Regions from separate parts of the Sus scrofa genome. Here regions 1 and 2 are each linked to region 3. Evidence: chromatin contacts called from public Hi-C data. All regions are on one chromosome and are shown on one strand. Each heading gives the region's core, a stretch centred on a gene start, on an enhancer-like site or on the middle of the called end of the contact. The rest is flanking DNA. Distances are from core to core; before and after follow the strand shown.

Evidence for each region. A called contact is a pair of places that touch in the nucleus more often than the background predicts.
Region 1: a contact with region 3 is called in a Hi-C map of mesenteric adipose tissue, with 2.1 times the contacts expected there. The contact joins two enhancer-like sites. A contact is called at or near these places in 7 of 47 Hi-C or Micro-C datasets (alveolar macrophages, fetal heart ventricle, heart right ventricle and 4 more) and 1 of 2 datasets of contacts at active chromatin or transcription factors (skeletal muscle).
Region 2: a Hi-C map of skeletal muscle shows a contact between it and region 3, with 8 times the contacts expected there. The contact joins two enhancer-like sites. A contact is called at or near these places in 5 of 47 Hi-C or Micro-C datasets (blood, embryonic fibroblasts, fetal liver and 1 more) and 1 of 2 datasets of contacts at active chromatin or transcription factors (skeletal muscle).

The regions. Positions count from the first base shown.
Region 1 is chr1:271,198,358-271,203,426 of Sscrofa11.1, reverse strand. It overlaps NUP214 (nuclear pore complex protein Nup214), which reads right to left. Exons shown (of 35, transcript XR_002337892.1): 32 at 1,129-1,281. Among named protein-coding and RNA genes, the nearest start is that of FAM78A, 57 kb to the left of the region's middle. Within about 2 kb of position 2,551, at least 2 of the 83 cell types and tissues checked have an H3K27ac peak or open chromatin away from gene starts, as enhancers often do.
Region 2 is chr1:271,238,706-271,243,536 of Sscrofa11.1, reverse strand. LOC110256424 (a long non-coding RNA gene) reads right to left here. Exons shown (of 3, transcript XR_002337903.1): 2 at 1,819-4,831. It overlaps FAM78A (protein FAM78A), which reads left to right. Exons shown (of 2, transcript XM_013993942.2): 2 at 1-1,225. Among named protein-coding and RNA genes, the nearest start is that of FAM78A, 17 kb to the left of the region's middle. Within about 2 kb of position 2,631, at least 35 of the 83 cell types and tissues checked have an H3K27ac peak or open chromatin away from gene starts, as enhancers often do. A contact at or near this core is called in fetal liver and skeletal muscle, where this site is marked.
Region 3 is chr1:271,303,778-271,308,320 of Sscrofa11.1, reverse strand. No RefSeq gene overlaps it. Among named protein-coding and RNA genes, the nearest start is that of PRRC2B, 31 kb to the left of the region's middle. Within about 2 kb of position 1,425, at least 11 of the 83 cell types and tissues checked have an H3K27ac peak or open chromatin away from gene starts, as enhancers often do. A contact at or near this core is called in fetal liver and skeletal muscle, where this site is marked.

The sequences.
Region 1 (5,069 bases), core at 1,302-3,801, 110 kb after region 3:
ACTGTTCACGTCTAGTTCATTTTCAATTCTACGAAAGCGTATCAAAACCAGCACCCAAAGACGAAGCCACCCCGGGTTAGGGTCCGAGTGAAGGTCACAGTGCATTTGGAAACCACAGCGATTCAGGTTCTAAAAGGTGGGATTCCAGGTACTAATTTGGGGCAGCCCTGCTCCTCAGTCACAGCCACCTGGACACCTGCTCCTAGGGCGGGAGCCTTGCTCTGGAATCGTCAGACTCAGAGTCGCCCCCACACACAAGGGAGAAGCATCCCGCCCACTTACCTGTGGGCGTGTGCTTTAGAGAACTACTTTCTCAGCACACATCCGCCCCCTCTGCCTTAACAAAACTTGTCATGCAATTTTCCACACAACCAGGGCAGGCATGCAGACCCTGTGTAGGTCCCAGAGACAGAGATAGGATGGACGGGCAGTGGACAGAAAAGAAGGACGTTTTCGCTGCGTAAACATGTTTGTTCTTTAACATTTTTCATTATAAGTGTAATAACACATGCTTATAAAAGGCCACACAGTTTATAAATGTATGCTCTCGAAGAAGCACTGGGATAAAAAGTGCTTCTGTAACATCCTTTATTCTGGACTATATGGGTATGTGCCAAGTGTGAAAATTCACTGAGCTCTGAGTTACTCTGTGTGGCTACTATCTACGTACAGGAACATGTAATGTATTTACTTATCTCACACTCAATGAAAAGGTTAATAAAAAGGGGGATTGGGGAAAGAGGACAAAATGACAGAGACACGAGAAATTAAACAGCCAGCCTGTCCTGCCCGTCACAGGTCATGGGTGCCTGAGCACATCAGACTCAGGATGCTCTCTTGTTTATATCGTAGTTATCACTCTCTTATAGGTGCCCTCACTTTGCTTATTACATAATGTTTTCTTCCCTAAAAACACACGAAGTTCTCTTAAGGGTTGCATGACTTCATGGTGCCAGAAACACGACAGAAGCTCAGGAAACAGCAGCTGAACTGTGGGCAAAGTCTCTTCCTCCATTCTCCAGTCCCGTTCCCTTGAGAACCACTCCAGAGAGCCCTCCACCTGTCCACGTGTCTCTGCGTATTAAAGGGACATACAAAAATGACTGCGGCGAGGAGGAACAGGAGTACCTGTTTTATTCGGGGTGGAAAACCCAAAGCCTTGGGAGGCCACGCTTCCTCCTCCAGAGCTGAAAGTGCCAGTAGGTTTCTGGTCTCCGAACGAGGAGCTGGCAAATCCACCAAACGTCTTGGCCCCACTGTTTCCAAACAGGTTGGAGGTATCTGAAGAGAAGAAGAACGCAGGTGAGCAGATCGGAGGGAGAAAGATGTCCTTACCGGCCTCTCAGAACACAGAAGGAGGAGACCTCATGAGGCGTTTGGGGAGAAGGGGGTGCCGCCCAGTCCAGGATCCAGGGAGCGGAGTGGCAGCGAGGGAGAAGCCGTCTCTGATGTGCACGTATCCTGACGAAAAGGTTTTTTTGTTTTTCTTTTTTTTCTTTTTAGGGCCGCCTCTGTGGCACATGGAAGGGACCCAGGAGGCTAGGGATCAAATCGAAGCTGCAGTCACTGGCCTACACCACAGCCACAGCCACGCGGGATCCAAGCTGCATTTGTGACCTATGCTGCAGCTTGTGGCAACACTGGAGTCTTAACCCACCGAGTGAGGTCAGGGTTTGAACCTGCATCCTCACGGATCCTAGTCAGGTTCTTAACCTGCTGAGCCACAATGGGAACTCCCTGATGTCATGTTTTTAATCATTCCGGGGCCCAGGCTCAGGATTTCCTGGCATGAGTCTACGGGCAGAAAATAAAGGGGCGGCAGTGGGTCTTGGTAAAGAGGCTCTTGTGCAGAACGGCATCTGCGCCCACGGGCATCAGGTCTGTCCAACTGCGGACCGACCCTGCGGCCACACGAGACCGTTGCTGCTGAAGACCCCAACTTGTCTTCATGGAGCTCCTCAGGTGAGAACCAGCCTCACCGTCTGGCAAACTAGGGGAAACGGACAGAGCAAATCCAACCCAGGCGTAACGGCTTCCGGAGTGCTGCTTTTATCGTCTAGCTGGGCCTGCTTGCCGCTGCCTGATCTGCTCAGAGAAGGGCAGACGAGGTAAGACAAACCCTGCTGCTCCTCCCGATGCACGGGAGCTGGGGGGGTCCTGAAGAACCCACGGGGCCAGCAAGCCTTCCCATCGGACTTCCGCTTCCTAAGAGGTTCAACCAAGCCCCTGACCTTTGGATGCTTATCTGGTGGGTCACGCCCCTCAGCTCCAAGAACTAAAGGAAAAAAGGAGACTAGCTACTAAAAACCAAGATGGGTGAGAAGATTTTGTTACAAGAAATGCAAATCTGACAAGGGACCTATTAAACAAAGTCACATGCACAGAAACATCTGGATGATACAAACGGCACACTACAGAACAGGCGTTTTTAGCACTTTTCGGGGCGGGGGGGCAACTCACATGTCCCCAGCATGTTCAGATGGGGCTTTATTATACTGCGTTTGAGCTCATGGTAAGGCAGCAAGACGCTATCTGGAATGGGACCAATGCCCAAAGACACAGGCATAAATAGGAAAAACGACACGCTCCGGGTGGGCGATAGAGTGCCGACTCTGTCCCCAAGCGAGGTACAAACATCCGCACTGGCCAGCCTCCCCCAAAGCCAGTCAGGGTCTCCCAGCGGGGGTGACGGGAAGAAGAGCGGAACTCTCGCAGCCAGCTGTCTGAAGAGGTGGCCCGCCGTGCCCATCAACCCTGGGGTCTCCCCTCTCGCTCCCCCGCCAATCTCCCCTCCCCGGTCCCAAGGGGAGATGGGAAGCTGCTAATATCTGCCGCTGGGATGCTCTTGATCTGCACCCAGGAAGCGGGAGCCTTATCTCAGGGACACAACCTCTCAAATTTCCAGGCACCACCGCACGGTCACCTGCTCTGTAAAACGACTGCTGACAGTCTGAGAGCTTGGCCGTGAGTGTGTTCAGGGACTGACAGCAGGAGTGGTTACCAAAGCCCTTTTCATCGCCTTCATGTATGGTGCCACGGGATGGTACGTCCCCTGGTGGAGTCTCAAAATGCCATCATGAGCCAGCTGAAGGTTACCTCTGATTCCTTCAATGGCAGGACATGGGACACTGAAGACAAAAGCCAGACTTCTCAGCCGTTCCTTTTATTTATTTGGCATTTCAAGAACAGAGGACTGCAATTTTCTGACTTTGTTCGTGCTAACAAGGCAAAAATTCCAAATAGAAACAAATTCAAATGCGAGATGAGAGGCTGGATCTCCTTCTGGAGAAATCAGAAGCACAGAGATGAAATGATTTTATTGGGACAATGCTGGAAAGCTTCAATTCCAGAGGAGTCAGGAATATGTACAAGTCTTTGGGCTTTTCTTTTTCTTTTTTGGCTGCACCTGTGGCATAAGGAAGTTCCCGGGCCAGGGGACTGAATCCGAGCCGCAGCTGCAGCAATGCCACTCAACCCACTGCTCTGGGCCTGGGATCGACCCGGCACCACCAGAGACAAGCTGGATCATTAACCACTGTGCCACAGGGGGAACTCCACAAGTCTTTGGGCTTCTTCACCCTTTTCTCTCTTTAAGGCTCCTTTGTCTCTAAGACGTTGACAGATATGACAGTGGAATAATGAGCCGTGCAGTCGGCCCCGGCTCAAAACACCTAATAACTACAGGGCAAGGGCTTCACCTTCCCGAGTCCCTGTCTCCTCGTGCATGAAATGGGGACGGCGACTGCCCAGCAAGGCAGCTGCGAGGACTGAAGGAGCCAGTGCGTGGAAAGCACCTAAGCAGGCGGCAGGCAGCTCCTCAGCAAACAGACCTTCCCTCTCGATTCTCTAACTCTCCTCCCGCCATATCCCAATCGTGTTCAATGCAAGAAAACAGAGCAGGTTGGCAGTGGAAAGTGAAACCCCTCTTCATTTTGCAAAGATCACAAGAATTAGGTCGTTCCAGTTGTAACAGTTGTCATCTGCAGTTTCAACAGGAGCTCTGTATGTTGAAATGTTTTAGGATTTATTTAAGACACCCTGAAACGAAGTGGCATTAAATGGTGGGGTGTCTGCTTCTCCCCGTTTCTATGGTCAACAATGTCAGTTTTCTCTGAGCGGCCCCAAAGTAACAGTCTCCAGCTCTTGAAAGAAAAACACAGTAAGTAAGGGTGTATCTTGGCAGTTCCTGTTGCGGCACAGTGGAGACGCATCTGAGGACGCGGGTTCGATCCCTGGCCTCTCTCAGTGGGTTAATGATCCGGCGTTGCCATGAGCTGTGGTGTAGGTCGCAGAGGCGGCCTGGATCTAGCGTGGCTGTGGCTGTGGCCGGCAGGTACAGCTGATTTGACCCCTAGCCTGGGAACCTCCATATGCCACAGGAGCGGCTCTAAAAAGCAAAAAAAAAAAAAAAGGATCTTGTTGCTGGCCCAGTGTTTCACTGAGGAGGAGTCTTCCTCACTTGTGCACAAACTAGCCAGGAGCAAGCTTGTCCCTGCAGAGCCGTCGGATGACCTCTCCGGGGTTCCAAGGACAGGTCACACTGCACCTGCACAGACCCTCTCCTCTGGCAGAAACACTAGCGTAATCCAGCAGCGGGGTCTGACCCAACGTAAATTACACTCCATACAAATTTGATATAAACAGTATCACAGAGACAAGGTTCCTGTCACTCTGCAGGTCTAAGGTCACGAGACAAGAATTCCACACACACTGAGAAGGGGGTTTTCAGGAAGCGCTTGTCCAGGATACTTCCCAGGACGTTCTCGTAAAAGAGGGCGGTAGGAGGAGGCTTGTGGGATCCCAAGACTCACACACCTCTCTCTCTCACAACCCCGAGCAGGAAAGCTGTGCCTGTAGGACAAGACGCTGGAGGAAGTGGGGCCTTACAGGTAACGACCCCAGGTGTTAACAGTGGGGTTTGGTAGAGTCCTGGGCCAGAAAGAGAGAAGAAGCGTTTGCCCTGGGAGCCTCTGGAAACAGAACATGCCAGCTCCAAGAAACAGGGGTCCTAGCTAGTCTTTGTTGACCCCTGCGGAGTCCCAGTGAAGTCTCCGGACTAAAGAGGGCAG
Region 2 (4,831 bases), core at 1,382-3,881, 66 kb after region 3:
TCCAGCCTTGCCAAACCCACAGCCACATCACCTGGGCCCCCCATTCGAACTAAGAATAATCAAGCACAGAAAACTGTCCGATACGAAACAAACTCCATTTCTGCTGCAGATGAGCCACGTGTAGGAGTCCCAGTGACAGCGTGGGCAGGTGTGGGTCACTAAATCCTTGCTCTGCTCCTTGACCCATGAGACACTGTATTTATTCAAGGGGTGCTACCGTGCCGCCGTCTCCTGAGCCCCTCCTGATGGGAGGCGTGCAGCCATCCTGAACAACTGGACAGGAGAGGGCTTGGTGTGGCCGGCGGCTGGCCTGGTGCTGGGGGAACCCCTGTCAGGCCCAGAATCTTCCCCCTGGGAAGTGCCAGGCCCCCTGGGTGTGTTTGGAGGCCCACCCCACAGAGAGGCTGTAGCCTCAAGTGAGGGGGCTGAGGGGTCCCGGCACCTCCTCTGGGGACAGGCTGGGGAGGGGCTGGGTGGCAGCGGCTGCCCTGGTGGGACCTGGCCTCTTGATGGCAAGGCCCTTCTCTGAACTCAGGTCTTTTCTTGCACTAAAAAGGAGAAAGGGCCCTGAGCGAGGGGTCAGGATCCGGACTTGGGGTTCCGGGCTGGGTCACAGCTAAGGAGTTCTCACTGGGGTCGGGGTGGGAGCGGGAAGGAACAGCGGGGGGTGGCCTGGAGCTGTCAGGGGGCCCTGTCTCCTGCGTGTGAGCTGGTCCCCTCGGCAGGGGCCCAGTGCTGTGCCCACTTGGAGGGGCAACGCTGCTCTGGATGCCTCCCCCCCCCACCTGCCGCAGGCCTGGGCCCCCAGCTCACCTTGCTCTCTGGCTCATCCCTCCCCCCCGAACCCCTGGCCCTTTCTTTCTGCCCCTCCCGGCCTTTCTGAAGTCAGGCCTGGGAAGACCCTGGGGAGGCTGCAGGTCTGGCTAAGGATGCTCGGCTTAGCTTGGGTCTGGTCCCCCGGCCTCTCCCTCATGTCAGGAGCACAGACCCCAGGCCTCGCCTGGGGCCCCGAGCCCTCTGGTGTCCTGCTGTGCAGCATGGACACCCTCCTCCAGCAATAAGGACCGTCCGTGGTCGTGGAGAGTACTGTGAAAACAAACCAATGCACTTACCAGGAGGCGCGAGACTCTTGAAGAAAAATGTAAAATGAACCTTTTTAAATAAAACCACAAGGAATATTCACAAAGAGAAATAAAGTGTAATTTTAAAGTAGGCCTGGCTAGGATTTGGATGTTTCTGGAGTGGCGGTTCTTGGGGGGGGTGGATGAAGGCTCTAAGGATGCATGTGTTTGGGGGGCGGGGTGGGCGTGTGGTGGGAGCTGGGGGTGGGGATCCTGTGCTGAGGGCCTGGGAAGGCGAAGGCGGGCCCCTTCAAGGATGCCTCCTCTGCGGTCCCCGCCCTGGGACCTCAGTCCCACCCACAGTGCCCCCTGGCTGGGGCCCTGCGGGGAGGAGGGGCGGGGGACCAGGACAGCTTGGCTTTGTGGCAAACAGCAGAAAGGGGTGTGGCAAGGAGGGTTGGTGTGTAGACTGAGTCTTTCCCCAGAGACTTGCAAACCTGTCTTCACAGGGAGACATGGATGTGGATGCTAGGACCGCGTCAGCCTAGAGCCTGGCCCTGCCCTCGCCTGCGGCTGCTGGAAGGGGTTGTGTGGGGTCAGAGCGCTGAGAGTAAGCATCCTCCTTGGATCAGAACTTCCTTATGGAAGGATGGGAGGTCGGGCAGCCAGAGGTCTTGGAGTGGGTGTGGGCCTCTGAAGGTGGACCACGGATCCAAGGCCGCTTTTGTGAGTCTGGGCAAGACACCGAGCCACTTACCTTGTATGGAAGATGGGGTTTCTCCGAGCAGCCGCCTCCTGGCTGATGCAGCGACAACACGGCTATTCTACTCTTCTGGGTGTTAACTTGCTGAATCCTGAGGTTTAGGGGTTTTCCTCATCCCCGCTTCACAGAGGGGAGAAGCCGCCCAAAGCCATGCGTCTGGGGAGAGGCAGAGACAGGATCGGAACTGCCGCCCCGGGACCCAAACCTTCCCTCCACGTGCTCTCAGTCGCAAGGTCACACATTCAGTGCAGTAGTGTTTTTGCATTGTTTTTGTCTTTTTAGCTCCGCACTCATGTGTGGAAGTTCCCAGGCTAGGGGTCGAATCAGAGCTGTAGCTGCCAGCCTCCGCCTCCGCCACCACCATGCAAGATCGGAGCCACATCTGAGACCTACGCCACAGCTCATGGCAGTGCTGGATCCTTAACCCACTGAGCAAGGCCAGGGGTCTCATGAATGCTAGTCGGACTCATTTCCACTGAGCCATGATGGGAACTCCCGGCGCAGTAATTAATGGTGCCTAATGATGAGGCGGCCCCCTGCCTGTGGCTCACTCTATCCTGGGTTCCCCCCACAGGAAACGCCTTCCTCTGCCTACAGGAAGGTTTTTGTGCTCTCAGCTCTCTGTGGCCCATGGGGGGCCTGCTCATTCCTTTCAAGGGCTGTCCAGGCAGCTGCAGGTCGTAGGCTCATCTGCTGGGCAGGCGGTGGCCTTATCCACTCTGGGCATGGGAGGTTTGGTCTCTTCTCTGGGCTTCCCACATTGCAGCAACCCAACGGCATTCTGCATCCTGTCTCCTGGGGCTGCGACACCAAAGCAGGAAATTGTGTAATGGGCTCGGCTGGCCGCCCTCCACCCAGATGGCTTATGGGTGGTGCAGCTCTGTCGTGGTTTGGCTTTCAATTGTGGAGTCAGCTCCTGGGCTCTGCCCCTGGGACCATGGTGGGTGTGTGTCTGTGTGTGTGCGTCTGCGTGTGAACAGAGAACAGGGTGCAACCCTGGCCAATGGCAGGAAGAAAGTGAGCTGGATCTGATCAGGATCCAGGGCGGCTCGGGTCTTCAATCTTTACCCTGGAGACATGCAAGGATGCGAGGACGGCTGCCTGCATTTGGGGGTAGTGCTTGGAGGGGAATGTGTGCAGAGGGCAGGGGGTCATGAGTAAAGTGGATTCCGAGTGGCATCTGATCACCCTGTGGAAGCCCTCCAGCCCCTCTAGCTGACGGCAGGTTAAATTTAGAAGCCCCAGACTGGGACGAGACACAGAGCCCAGGCTCTAGCAGCTGCTGCAGGGTCCTCCCCAGGAGCCCAGGCCTGGGGAGCCGGCTGTCCGGGCTGGGCCAAGCCCACCTGCCCCAAGATGTCTTGGAGAAGCAGGTGCCCTGGGCCCACCCCCGCCCCCAGCCTGCCTTCTACCTCTTAAGCCACTTGTGGGTGTAGCCCAACCTCTGCGCTGGACAAACCCTGAGGCCTAGAGAAAACCCACTTGGGTCCAAGAGGGAGGCAGCCTACGGGCAACTGCAGAAAGGCGAGGGCTCTCAGGCCGCTGGCCACTTCCCACGGCCCAGGTGCCCTCTCTCACCTCCGGCTTGAGAGTTGCCTCTTGGTCCTCATCCATCCGGCCTGAGCGGCCCCATGGAAACTGTTTCCCACCTGGCTGGGGGCCAGGCCCTCAATTAGGGCGAATGTTGTAGGCAGCCGCAGGCCACTGCGCACACACCGTCCCCTAGCGACCTGTCAGCTCATCAGCGCCGCGAAATCCTCTGATGACACGCATCCGAACAGGGAGCGTTTTGGTGCTGCCATGGCCCTTGCCTCTCCCTATACATCAGCCGGCTCCCCCTTTTCACAGATGAGGAAACTGACCCTCGGAAAGAGCCAGGGCCTTGCTGAAGGTCGCTTGGCAGGGAAGCTGCAGACCTGGGCTGGTTCCGAATAGCTGCCCTTTGACCCGGCTCTGTCACTGCCTTTTTGGCTACCTCGTCCCTGGCTTTCCCACATCCCACTTCTACCACACCGTCCGTAACCGTTCCTTCGTTAACGGGCACAGAAGGCCCCGAGCATGAGGCTTGACACGAGTCGTCAGTGGTCCCGCTGGCCCTAGAAGACGGAAATCATTAAATGCAAAACAACACATCTGATGACCAGCTCGGGCTCTGCGCCTGTGTCCAGAGAGGCCCACCCGCACAGCTGACATCGGTCCTGGCAGGAGCCAGCCCGGCCCGACCCAGCGGGCCCTCCCGACTTGTCTCTGCAAACGGGAATGCAGAGACGGGGCTGGTTCCTCCCTCGGCTTGGCCCCAACACAGGTCTCAGTGTTACTGCCCGGGGGTCGTGCTTGATGGTCCCTTTAAAAATCCTGTGTGTGGGGTCCGTCCATGGTCTCAGATGGGGGTGGGGGTTGGGGCGAGGCTGGCTGTTTACGGCAAAGGAGGCGCAGTCAGGAGCCCTGCGCTATTCTTGGCTGCCACTTGTCTTGCTGAGCGAGGGTGGCGGTCGCCTGACCTCGCGCCTGCCTGCGTTTCCTAGTCTGCAAGCAGGGACACACACCCGAGCGAGCGAGTCCTCTCCTGCGCGGACCCAGCCAAGGGGGAGGGGCTGGGCTCAGTGTTAAACGTGCATGGGGGGCTGCCTGAGGCCGACCCCTCTGGGTTGGGTTTATGCTAGAGACCAGAGACTTCTCTTTCCATGCGGCTAAAAGTCGCTGCAACACCCAGACCACGGGTCTTGTTATGCAGGGTTCTGCGTATCCTCGGCAAACACACATCGCGTTTCGGCCCGTCAGCCAGACAAGCCTGTTAGACATTTTTTTCACAGCTTTATTGAGACGTGCTTAACAGACCGCCGTCCACCCGTTTAGTGTGCAGTTCCCTGGTTTTGGTGTGGCGACGGACTGCGCTGCCATCGCCAGTCGTTTCAGGGATCGTCTCATCTCAAAAAGAAACCCTCCACCTGTTAGCTGTCACCCCCACCCAACACCCCAGCCCTCAGCAGCCATGAAGCTAATTTCT
Region 3 (4,543 bases), core at 176-2,675:
TCTGAGAACAATTATTAATTTATAATCACACAAAAAGAATAAAATGTTTAGGAACAAATTCAGCAAAGAAAGGGTAAGACTTGCACACTGAAAACTACAAAATATTGCTGAAAGAAATAGGAGTTCCCATCGTGGCTCAGCAGAAACGAAGCTGACTAGTATCCATGAGGATGCTGGTTTGATCCCTGGCCTCCCTTGGTGGATTAAGGATCTGGTGTTGCTGTGAGCTGTGGTGTAGGCCGGCAGCTGCAGCTCCAATTCGACCGTGGCCTGGGAACCTCCATATGCTGAGGGTATGGCCCTAAAAATACCAAAAAAAAAAAATGTATATATTGCTGAAAGAAATAAAAGGAGACGTACATCAATGGAAAGACATTGGATTGAAAGACTTAGTGTTGTTAAGATGACAATACTACCCAAAGAAATATACGGATTCAATACAATCTTTGTCAAAATTTCAATGGCTTTTTTTGGGGGGGGCCGTGCCGGTGGCATGTGGGTATTTCTGGGCCAGGAATTGAACTTGTGCCACAGCAGGGAATGGGGTGCTGCAGTAACAACACCAGATCCTTAACCAGCTGTACCACGAGGGAACTCCTCAATGGTGTGTGAGCCCGAAGCAGGGGGTTTAAGCTCACAGGATGTCCAGTCTGGGGCAGCAGCAGGTGCTAGGAAGCAGGCAGAAGACACGCTGGGTCTGCTGAAGGCAAATGTTTCACTTGGGGACTTCCCTTGGGCCCTGGCAGTTAAGGATCTGGCGTTGTCATTGCTGTGGCTCAGGTTTGATCCCAAGCCTGGGAACTTCCACATGCCACGGGCGAGGCCAAAAAAAAAAAAAAAAAAGAAAGAAAAATTCCACTTAGGCAGCCCTGGAAAGGACCCTGCCGCCCCAGGACCCCAGGCCTCGCCCTCTCTGAATCCACCACCCTCAGGGCCGCTGGCTGGAGTGAATCACAGTCCCCTAAGTGCTGGTGGGCCAGCACCTGGTCGGCTGCCACTTCCTGAGCGCCCAGCTCCTATGCTGGTCTTCAAGGCTTCCTGTTTGTCGATGAGGTCTCTGAGGACCAGGGCGGTGGTGGCTTGACCCTAGGGTGGAGGGGGCTGGCGCACAATGGGGCTGATGCCAAACCAGCCTGTCGTGTTTTGAACTTCGAAGGGAAGGGAGTGGGTCTTCTTCCTCGTTGCCTGCCCTGCCAGTATGTCACAGGGGCCATGAGCTTAAGCCAATCCGAAAGGCGACATCTTGGACCTTTTGGGGCTCAGAAGCAGAGATGCCCACACAACCTGCAGGGAGTCCCTGCAGGAACCACCTTTTCCCACTAGAGAGCGCTGTGGGACAGAAACCCAGTCCAGAATGGACCATCCAGCCCATCAGCTGCGACAGTGGTGATGACAGGTGAGGAGGAGCTGGCATTCCTGGAACTTGCCCTTTGCGACAACCACCTCATTGGATCCTCACACCAAAGCCAGGACTAAGCTGTTAGGATCCCACTTTGAAGATTAAGAAACCACACTCAGCATTGTTAAGTGATTGGTCCCAAGTCTCCAAGTTAGACGTGGGAGAGCCAAACTTGAACCCAGACCATTAACCAATGACCCTGCCTCCCCCAGGCTCTTTGGTTCTGTCTCTCCTGCTTCGTCTCTTCTAGATGCTTCTAAGCTCAGTGAGATTTGTCCAGGCCCACTCAGCCGTGGGGAAAGTTCTCCTCACCCCCCCATAGCCCCATGAATTACTGCCAGGAGAGGCTGGGCTGGGGCAGGCAGAGGGGGAGGGGCAGGAGCTGGGGCCATGGGGCCGGCTCTGGACATTGGGAGATCCCAGGCCACTGGGCTAGAAGTCCTTCTGCTCTGGCCCCAGGCAGAGCTGGTCCCCTGGGAGTCCGCCAGGCTTATTAATATCCTGCTGAGTCAGGGGGCTCTTGAATTTCAGCATCACAAGACTCAGAGGCTGAGCCCAGCAGGAATATTCTTGACTCCCCAGCGTCCTCTCTCCCCCCGGCACTGCCCACCCCAGGCTGGAGGCCCTGCGGGTCTGAGCTGCCAGGTGGCCTGGGGGCAAGTCACTTCACCTGACAGTGAGGTGGAGATAGGAAGCCTGTTCAGGGCTGTAGCGAGGCAGTGCCCTTCCATGGCTGGGCACACGAGACGAGCCAAGGAGCAGGAGCTGCTTTTCCAGAAGAGACCTTTTCTGGAGGGCCTGTGGCAGCCTGTCCTTGTCACAGAGGGTGCCTCAGTGGGGGCAGCCCAGCCTGGTTCTCAGAGAGCTCCCTGTCTGCCTGACATGGGGTCCCCAGCTGGCAGCCAAAGTGGACTGGGCTCAGCTGGGGGCCCAACAGAAGCCAGGTCTGTCCATGGCCCCGCCGATGAGCTCTCGGGATATTTGGAATTAGGTCTCAGGGAATCTCGCGTGGGATGGGCGCTGTCTGAGGGAAGAGGTCCTGGATGCAGGTGAGGGGGGCGGTGGGGTGGCCATGGCAACAGAGGGAGCCAGACTGCAGAGGGTGAAATGAGCCGGATGCAGCAAAAGAGAAGAGCCAGGGAGTTCTCTGATGGTCTAGTGGGTTCAGCTCCTGTGTTCTTCACTGTGTCTCTGGTCATTGCTGTATGGTGCAGGTTTGGTCCCTGGCCGGGGAATTACCACATGCTGCCTTGTGGCAAAAAAGACAAAAAACTAAAAAAAAAAAAAAAAAAAAAAAAAAGCTAGAGAGAGAGAGAATCTAAAATAAACATTACACTCATTAAAAAAAAAAAAGACAGGCGCCCCAGGAGAGAAGCCTTCTGGCTTCTGGCTCAGCCTTCTGCACCCACTTTCCCACAGGCTCCAGGAGGCTGCCCACACCCCACCCCACAAGAGCCTCCTTGTCATTGTACACAGCCTTGCAGAGGGAGGTGGAGGTGGGAACATTTCTCCACCACCCAGCCCTTGAGTTCCCCAGTTAGGGTTTATAACGATTTACCTTCCAGGCACCAGGGCGCGGCCCGAGATACCCATGTCCCCTCCTCGAAGCCTCACAGGATACCTGTTCTCCCCATCTCACAGATGAAGAAACTGAGGCCCCCAAGGCAGAGTCAGCTGCCCCTCAGTGACAGAGCCAGGACTCAAACCCAGGTCTTCTGCTTCACCTTGGTTCTAGATGCGCTCATTCAGCTCAGCATCAGTTTTCGTGTGTTTTTCAGCTCAGCATTTGTTGAAGGAAGGAATCCAAGTTTCATTTCTAGAGAATTCCTCTTTTTGTGTCCTCATCCCCCGGCCCCTGAGCTGGGTCCTTTCCTGCCGCCCCCAACACTCGGCCACCCCAGGTTGCGCCCCCTTCACATCTGATGGATGGGAGGAAGTGCTATGAACCTTGGGCCCTTCTCAGACGCCGCCCAGAGCTTGTCCAAAGGGGGCTTTGGCTCCTGGCCTTATCAGCCAGCCCCACATGTCTCAGAGAGCCCACGACGGGAGCCCGCCCTGCCCCAGCCCCTCACAACCAGTTGTTATCAGAGGACACATTCCAGCCGGGCGGCCCTCGGAAGGCGCGGAAGATAAACCTGCCACCTTCCGGCCCCTCTTCCGAGTTGGGCCAAGTGGGGAGGGCGCTCCAGGGGCAGGAAGGGGGTTATCACCACAGGAAGACCTGGTGTGAGAGAACCCTGGGAGCTGGAGCGTGACCCTTCAGAGGAGGGGACCCTGCTGGCTGGGGCTGGGAGAGGGGCAGCTGCTTCTTTGGAAGCCCAGATGTTTGCTCTGGGAGCCAGGAGGTGCCTGGTGAGGTCGGTGGGGCTCTCGGCCAGAGGCTGGAGGGCCCTCCGGGCAGGGTCTCAAAGTGCCGCCGTCTTCACACACCTGTCTGTCCGCCCCATTAAAGATAAGAGAATTGATGGAGTTCCCGCTATGGTGCAGTAGGATCAGGATCAGGCATTTTCTCTGCAGTGGCGCAGGTTCGGTCTCTGGCCCAGCATGGTGGGTTGAGGATCTGGTGTTTGCCACAGCTGAGTAGGTGTACGCAGAAAAGAAGAAAAAGAAAAAGAAAAAGATAGGAGTTCTTGTTGGGACTCAGCAGGTTAAGAACCTGACATAGTGTCCATGAAGATGAGGGTTTGATCCCTGGCCTCACTCAGTGGGTTAAGGATCCGGCGTGGCTATGAGCTGTGGTGTAGGTTGCAGACGTGGCTGGCATCCCACGTTGCTGTGGCTGTGGCATAGGCCAGCCTCTATGGCTCTGATTCAACCCCAAACCCGGGAACTTCCATATGCCGCAGGTGTGGCCTTAAAAAGAAAACAGAAACAAAAATAAACCAAAAAAACGGATAAGAGAATCAAGGCTCCAGTGACAGATAATGGAAGCTCTTAGCTCTCAGGGCCGTGAAGTAGATGCGAGCAGAGGGCTCAGGATGGAGCGTCGCCTGGACAGCAGCACTGGAAACGCTCCCTGTGGGTCACACGCTCAGACACACACTGACTCAGCACTACCTGTACGGCAGGTGTACGCCTGCCTCACCACATGGACAAGCAGGGTCAGCGTCATCAGAGCCCTCGGAACGAGAGACCACTGAGGTT